Regions from separate parts of the Urocitellus parryii genome. Here region 1 is linked to region 2. A link is a contact called in public Hi-C data. All regions are on one chromosome and are shown on one strand. Each heading gives the region's core, a stretch centred on a gene start, on an enhancer-like site or on the middle of the called end of the contact. The rest is flanking DNA. Distances are from core to core; before and after follow the strand shown.

What was found. Hi-C and Micro-C count contacts between places; a contact is called where the count stands out from the background.
Region 1: a Hi-C map of muscle shows a contact between it and region 2, with 3 times the contacts expected there. The contact joins the promoter of Sos2 here to the promoter of Nemf in region 2. A contact is called at or near these places in 2 of 2 Hi-C or Micro-C datasets (liver and muscle).

The regions. Positions count from the first base shown.
Region 1 is chr6:60,452,360-60,456,432 of mUroPar1.hap1, reverse strand. It overlaps Sos2 (SOS Ras/Rho guanine nucleotide exchange factor 2), which reads left to right and starts at 2,739. Exons shown (of 23, transcript XM_026391068.2): 1 at 2,739-2,876. The coding sequence starts at 2,790.
Region 2 is chr6:60,137,259-60,141,348 of mUroPar1.hap1, reverse strand. It overlaps Nemf (nuclear export mediator factor), which reads left to right and starts at 2,565. Exons shown (of 33, transcript XM_077800246.1): 1 at 2,565-2,673; 2 at 3,453-3,521; 3 at 3,657-3,759. The coding sequence starts at 2,615.

The DNA.
Region 1 (4,073 bases), core at 1,490-3,989, 310 kb before region 2:
CCCTCTGCAAAGTAGCTGAAACTACAGGTACACACCATCCCACCTGGCTCCTTGAAGCTTTAGTAGGTATTATCAATTATCAATTTATACTCCCATCTATAATAGAGTTCCTATTTCTGCATATCTTTAATGTCATAGTGGGTAATCAAACTTTTTGAACAGTGCTGTTCTAATTGATGAAGAAATAATAACAGTATAATTTAAATTTGCATTTTTTTCTTATATGAGCAAAGTTGAGCATCTTTAATTAAAGTTTAAGAGACATTTATATTTCCTTTTCTGTGAACTATATTTTCATACCCTATTTTTCCTTATTGAATTTTAGTCTACTAATTTGTGGGAACACTTTTCTAAGTTAGGGAAATTAATTCAAAAGTGAATTTAAAAAATGAGTTGCAGGGTTGGGGATGTGGCTGAGTGGTAGAGTGCTTGCCTAGCATGCTTAAAGCCCTGGGTTTTGTGGTGCCCTAGCACCACAACAAAACAAAATAAAACAAAAAAGCTTAAAAAACTTGTAGTCTAAAGTTATAAATATGTTTTATTTTTTACCTGTAAATTTTTGATATATCAGGAATTTATGGTAGTGTAATGTGTGGGGTGTGGATCCAACTTTGTTTTCTAGATGGCCCACTTGGCTGGCTGGGAAAATTTTTACTGGTGTCATTCTTAGATTATCTCCTTCATGCATGAAGATCACATTTCTGTTTGCCTAGCCCAGAGATCACAGCTCAGATGCCTGTAGAGACTAGGCAGGTTACATAAAAGGGGGAAGAATGCCAAGTGGGGAGTATAGCCAACTGGAAATGGGATGGCATACTTTCCTAAAGAGGGCAGCCACTACCCAGAGCCTGCTGATTATTCCCTTGCACAAAGGCAGTACGCCCAGCATTGCCTGATTTTGTCAAGAGAATCTGGAAATGTAGATTTTTATATGTAATCTCTTGAATTTTAAAATGGTAACAACAATTTTAAAGATTTAAATACAGCCATGACTAAACAAAATGTGTCTTCAGGCCAGATTTGGCCCAGAGGAGACCTCTGATATCCTTGGACAAGAATAAAACTTCCCACCAACAACATTATTCTCTTATGAGAAAGTATGGTACCAATCTAGCAATTTGACAGTTAGTAGTTTATGGCTTGGGTCTGGGAATAGGGGAGAAAAGTAAGAACACTTTATAGAAGACAAAGTCTTCACCTTTACTGACTGAAAGATTAGTTGGAGAAATACAAGCCTTGCACTATCCCGTCTTTATCCCAAGTACATGGCAACGTGCACATGGACATTTATTGCAGGGCATTCTGACTCAGTGGATACTTGGATTAGACAAATGCCTGCCTGTTTTGTTTTGCCAAGATCATGAAACGGTGCGTGTTTTGGGAAAGATAATTTCTCAATTACTGATTCTGGAAGTGAAATGTTCCATGGGCTAATTTTTTTTCACCTCGTTCTTCCTTTCCCTTGCTGCTGGTGGCTGGGTAAAGGGAGTAGTACATGCCTTTATTCTTTACAACCTGTTAAAAGCCATGTGCTCAGCATCGTTAGTGGGGTGAAATTTTTGACAGAGGTTCTAGAATTTGTTTCCTCAACTTAGAGAACCTTATAGGTAACGAGTTACAAAAAAATCATCAGAAAGTTTTATGAAAATGATTTGATTTTTGTGAACACACATGGGTTAAGTGAAGGATCTTTAAATTCAAGTTCTCTTGACAGTGAACTTTTTCTGGCCCTAAACAGTGTGCAAAGGGATTTCTGCGCCCTACAATACCACTCGACAGTGTTGTGGGGATAATTATCTCCTATATACCAAGGAGCCATGTAGAGCATTAATACACTAAGTATCTTGCTAGTTCAGATGCGCTGTTCTCTACAAATCCCTATACTAACTGCCTCCCACGACTGCAGTCCTGCGGCTGGAGGCTCGCCAAGGGTGGCACTGTGTCGGGATTGTCTTGGGAAGGTCTAGAGGAAGAAGTGTGTGCGTAAAAATCAATCAATAAATTGGGGAGTAAGTCTGGAACAGACCCCTTGTAAAGTTCCCAGGAGAGGCGGACTCCAGGATCCCCCGCGCCCCAGCGCCTAGCCGGCGCCTTGGCTCCGTGGCGCGCATGCTCCGTGCCGGACCTCTCCGGCAGCTCCGGATAATGAGCGCCCGGCCGAGGGGGCGGGCCGAGCCGCGGCTGGTGCGACCCGGAGCTCGGCTGTGGCCCGAGGCGCTCTGCGCGGCTGCTGAAGGGGCGGCTGCAGCGGCCAGCTCTGTACGTCCGAGTGGGGCTCGCTCTTTCGCCGCGCACGCCCCGTCGGTCCCCTGGGCCCTCTGGGGGTGACTCGGGCCGGCGGCGTTGCCTGTCGGGAGGGCGGGGATGAGGAGAGGAGCTGCTGCCGCCGCTCTCAGCCCGCCGCTGCCGTAGCGGGAGTCAGGGCGGAGGCAAAGCCAGCTGTACCCTCGCCGGGCTGCGAACTCAGACAAAGGAGGAGCCGCCGTAGGAGCGGGCCAGCGCCGTGAGAAAGGAGGTCGCTGCCTGGGGTGGCCGGAGTTCGCGGCCACCGCGCTTCCTTAGCGGGCGCTGCGCGAGGCGAGGGCCAGCCGGGCCAAGGAAGCCGCCCCCGGGGCCGCCGCCCGCCCGCCGGCGCCGCCCCCGAGCCGCCTCGGCCGTAGCCGCGGCCCGGGCGGGAGGCGGCGGCCGCCGGCGAGGCGAGGCGGCCCGCGCCCTGCCTGTCAGGCCACCGGCCCGGCCCGGTTCGGCCCGCGGGCCGCCCCCGATGCGGAGGCTCTGCAGCCGGGGCCATGCAGCAGGCGCCGCAGCCGTACGAGTTCTTCAGCGAAGAGAACAGCCCGAAATGGCGGGGACTGCTGGTCTCGGCCCTGCGGAAGGTCAGTTCTGAGGCGGGGGTGGCCGCCAGGGCCCTGGGAGGGGCCGGACGGCGGGCGGGGTGCCGGGCCCGGTCCCCCGAAGTTCTAACGGGGAGCAGCTTGTTCTCCCAGCACTGGGGTCCCGAGGCCAAACAGTGTCTCTCTGCCTGGCGACAGGGAACTCATAATTGCCTGTTGCATCCTGAAGGACGTTTTCTCAAATTTTTTTTCTTTTTTGGCTGGGTCCCGGAAGGAAGGTTTTGTTATGATCATAAAACTGGATTTCATGTTGCAGTCATTTCGTCAGACAACTTCCGCCGTTGACCAATTTGTTGTCCTCAGGCAGGATTCGGGCAAGAGAAAGTACCGCTGATATTTAGACAGTTTCTAAAACAAAAGCTCATTTTCAGGTCGGGTAATTACTTTTAATTGAATTCTTTGGGGGTGTTCCCCCCAGGCAATTTGCTTGTCAAGGTTGTCCACTCGCTTATAAGGCATTGCTTTTTCTTTTTTGTAATATGAATGTTTCACATGTGTGAAGTGTCAGTGAATCATAATACTCATTTTACAATTCTTGAGGTGAATCTAAAGCACCTCCCCACTTCCAGCAAAAGACGTCTTGCCTTAATACAGATATTTTTCTTATCCAATTTGGATAGTTTCTTTTCTGGGTACAATTTCGAATGTGGAATCACATTAAGGAACAAAAAAGGGGACAGCTCATACAAATCGATCTTTCAAGTTTGGGCGTATTGTTAGGATGCTTCTCTCCTGTTCGTGGTGTCAGTCTTCCTCTGTGAACTTAGGTAATAATTATACTGTCATTTTCATAATAAATTATCTTGTGAGGTCAAGACAAATTCAAAGACTGTATATGGGTTCATGATTACTTGTCAGGCTCACTAACATGGGCTTCCTTTACTGTTGATACAGACTTAGTCCCTTGTCTTTCATGTAAAATAACCAAGAATAAATTGTAAAAATAATAAAGAAAAAACAATTTTAAAAGATTGCACTTGGGGGCTGGGGATATAGCTCAGTTGATAGACTGTTTGCCTCCCATGCACAGGATCCCAGCACCACGAGGAAAAAAAGAAAAAGAAAAAAGACTACACTTGAATATAATTCTTTATACATTAAATTCCTAGAAATGAAAGGCAGTAGTGCATTTAAAGGTAAAAACGTTTTCTTCATGCATTCAGAATTTCAGATTTTCTA
Region 2 (4,090 bases), core at 1,316-3,815:
TTGTTGCTTTTGGTTAATTCCAAAATGTGTTCTCTGTTTTTTCCCAGGGGAAAAAAATCCACCTCAATTTTATGGAACTAGATAATGGAGGCAGTTTAACAACACTGTGAATATTTCAATAGTTTCTGAATTGTACATTTTAAAATGGGTAAGATGGTGAATTATATGTTATGGAACTCACCTCAATTATGAAAACATCTGAGAATAGGCAGTGAACATTTCTCTAAGTTGAGTAGAAAGTGAGAATAATAAATGTCTTGTTTTTTGTGAAAAAACCCCAGTGGTCTTTGTTTGTCTAGAGGTTAGTGAATCTCCAAGAGCATATAAATATTCATAGAATTTATACCTGTAGGTCACAAGTTCCTTTCATCTTCACAGTTGAAAATGTACATACTCTGAGCCAAAGTTAAGGAATCAGAAACTCTGGGTATGATACCAGGAATTTTTGAATGAACACTTAAGTGTGAGAATCACAGCTCTAGGTGCCTATAACTGGTCTATTAATAATTTCCTACAAACTTTTTGTTGGGTCAAGTAACTATTCACTTTGACAATTTGAAGATGACATGCCTATCTCCTGTTAGCTTTTCATTTACCCACAAATCCTCAATCATCCTTGGTTCATAATTTTCTGAGAAATGAATAAAAAATAGAAACGATGCAATTCAGTACTAAATAATGAAGTTTTCTTGTGATCTTTACATTTATCTTGATCTACTCTTATAGACAGTCTTGCACATACCTTTTAATGCCAATTTTTCTTGACGGACATGGAAGCAATAAGCAATGTCCTGTGTAAATTGTCAATTGTCAATTTTCCCATGTAAAACTTAAACAGATATCTTACATCTGTCTTACTGTCTTGGGTCCTAAGGTGAGAGTTTTGTAATAAGGTGCTTCATTTTGGGAGGGTGGGCAGTGGAGTACTGAGCTACATCCCAATCCCAGTTTTTATTTTTAAAGAAGCACATGAGTGTTTTCTCTTTTAACATGGAGTCTTTCATGGGCGCTTTTTTTTCCAAAGAAAAAAGTTTTTTGTTTGGGAAGGACTTCAGGCCAACAAACTTGGTAAACTTAGTATCTTTTATGTACAATTAGTCCTCTCAATTTGGCACTTTGAACTGGGATCATCTCAGCTTCATCTTTCTTAAACCTTCCAAAGGTTTATTACAAATTGTGAGAATTCTGTTTGGCTTACTGTACCATATGACAAAGTTATATTGTGCCATATGACAAAGTTATGTTGTGCCATATGTACTGTAGCCCCTTTCGCAACTATAATTCTTGGGTTATTCTGAATCTATACCACACCCTTTCATCTTAAGTGTCACTTTCTAAGGGTAGGGAGTCTAGTTGCGGAGATGTGTGGCCCTCAGACTCAGCCCAGGCGCTTTCTGCTCTATGCCTGGAGGCTAGGGCAGAGGTATCTTTTTACCCCAGGAGTTGTGCGCTATGCATGGTGACCGCCCAGGAGCTGGGGGCCCTCAGGTTGCCTAAGGAGGTGAACCATCGCAAGTCAGAAACACCTGTAACCCAGCGACTCTGGAGCAGGAGGATTGCAAGTTCAAAGCCAGCCTCAGCAACTTAGCAAGGCCCTGAACAATTTAGGGAAACCCTGTCTGGGGGGAATCAAATGGGCTGGGGATGCGGTTCAGTGGTTAAGTTCAATCACCAGGAACAAAATAAACAAATAAAAACTCCTGTGCTGATCAACAGTGGGATTGCAGTGGTCAATAGCAACTGCGGCTCAACTTAGGCAACATAGTGAGACCCAGGGTCTTTTGAGTTCTCAATTAAAGTGGTCTTTCTTCCCATGAATTTACCCTAAGACAACCAAAACTTGCCTATTTATATTTTTTTTTTTGCATGACTATTAATTTCACACATTGTTTCATCCTCCATCCCCCACAAAGTGAGAAATCTTATTTTTAGGTTTATCTTACTTCATCATTATCTAGTGAAACACTTGACTATTCAGGGTAACGAGAATTCATGAAGCCCCAGTTGTATACCAGATTCTACACCGAGTCTCGGGGATACCGAGACCAGGGTTGGATGAGGCAAAATGCTCTGTCGCAGAGCAGTACCCATGAAAATAGTAACTTCTCTTTCAGGCTTCTCCTCGATCATGGAAGACAATTTTAGGATGAATGAAACAGTTCGGCTTCCTTACATTTACAAATTCGACACGTTTAAGTAATCCAGGGTCATTGCTCTTCTATACTGAGCCCTATCGTCTACCGGGGGGAATTCTCCCGATATTCCCCTTAAAAATTGTTATGACCAGCAGGAGTCACTATGGAGGCTGGATTGAGTTCCCAAACCAGGGGACAGGGTAACCAGAGTGGCCCGTAAATGTTCGAGGAAGGGATGCAGATTTATGAGAACAGTTTGTATCTATTTATTTCGAATTGTCTTGGTGTAACAAAAAGCGAGTCGATTGTAATTTAATAGTTAATTCTTCAGACAAATACGCAAACGGGTTCCCTTCAATGAATATTGGATCCTCAGGGCGACCGTAGGTCTCCTTCAAGTGCGCCTGCGCGGAAGAGTAGCGGCGTCGAGTCAGGCTGGCAGCGGAGAAAACTGCGGTAGCGACACTCAACGCCTCGCCATGAAGACGCGCTTTAGCACGATTGACCTCCGTGCCGTATTGGCGGAGCTGAATGCTAGGTACGGTCCTGTAGGTGGCTAGGCTCCTGCTAGAACTGCAGGAAGCAGATCAGGGGCCCCACGTTGAAAACAAGACCAGCCTGATGTGTCCCCTTATTGCCTTCCAGTCTGTTCTGTGGACCTGGTTAGGCCCGGGTGGGCTTGCGCGTGGCGTCTTTGCTGCTGCCCTCAGGACACCCGGGAGGCCCCAGGGACCGCGGACCCCTTCTCCAGCCCTCTGCGCCCTGTTTTTGTCCCGCAATTGCGGCGCTCTCGCCTTGTCGACCCTGGTCTGGCAGCAAATGTTTGGAATAACCGGAGACGCCAGTTGGTCCTCTGTTTTTGGTTTCCAGACCGGAGGCCTGGTTTCCTCAACAGCCCTCACGCCAGAGAAAGCTAACCTTGCTGTTTCAACTGGCATTGGCAGATATGGACTGAGACCTGGATTCTGGTCTTGTTTCGTATTATTCATCTGAGTGACCTTTGTCATACTTCCGGGGGCCTCGTTTGTCTTTTTTCTCTTTTTGTCATAAATTGGTTACATTTTACTATACCCCCCGCCCCAAAGGAGTGAGTTATTTCAAAGACGCGAGGCATTTTATGATGTTCCCAGGGCTGACAGACCACTTCTGTGCTTAAGTGGTTACGCTTTAAGTTTCGGACAGAATGCCTTAATGGTCTCTGGACTCCCACTTTGATAAAGCTGAAGAGTTCCTGTTTTGCAGCTTTAATTAAACTGTGCGTAGTTTTATGTTTCAAACAATAGTGTGTTTTGTTACATGTTTCTTTTGTCTTTTCAGCTTGCTAGGAATGAGAGTAAACAATGTTTATGATGTGGATAATAAGACATATCTTATTCGTCTTCAAAAGTAAGAAAATTTTATAGGTTTGTTTTCTCTTTGGTAATTATGAGATTTTTGATTTTCTTATCCACATTTTAAATCTGTTTTATAGAGTAAACTTTGGCAAATTCCCTTAAAAATTTGACCTTTTTTCTTCTATAGACCAGACTTTAAAGCAACACTTTTACTTGAATCTGGCATACGGATTCACACAACAGAATTTGAATGGCCAAAGAATATGATGCCATCTAGTTTTGCCATGAAGGTAAATTTTAAGTTATGTTGGGAGCTAAATTTTAAGGACTTGATAACTAACAATTGAGTTTTTAAACTGTTTGGGTTTTCTATGCTGTTATGAATAAAACACAGATAAAGGTAGAGGGAATAGTTAATAGGTAATGGGATGAATAAAGTAGGTGTTTATTGATTTCTCCCTGTTATCTTACAAGTCTTTTTTCTGTTTCCACAATCAAGTTCCAGTTCAGTCTTTATCCCAACCAACTGTATAGCCCCTTAACTGTACTCCTCCTCTCTCCTTCAAAACAATTCTCTTAGACAACATTAATTTTCTTATTTTAGGAGGGTACTAAGATTGA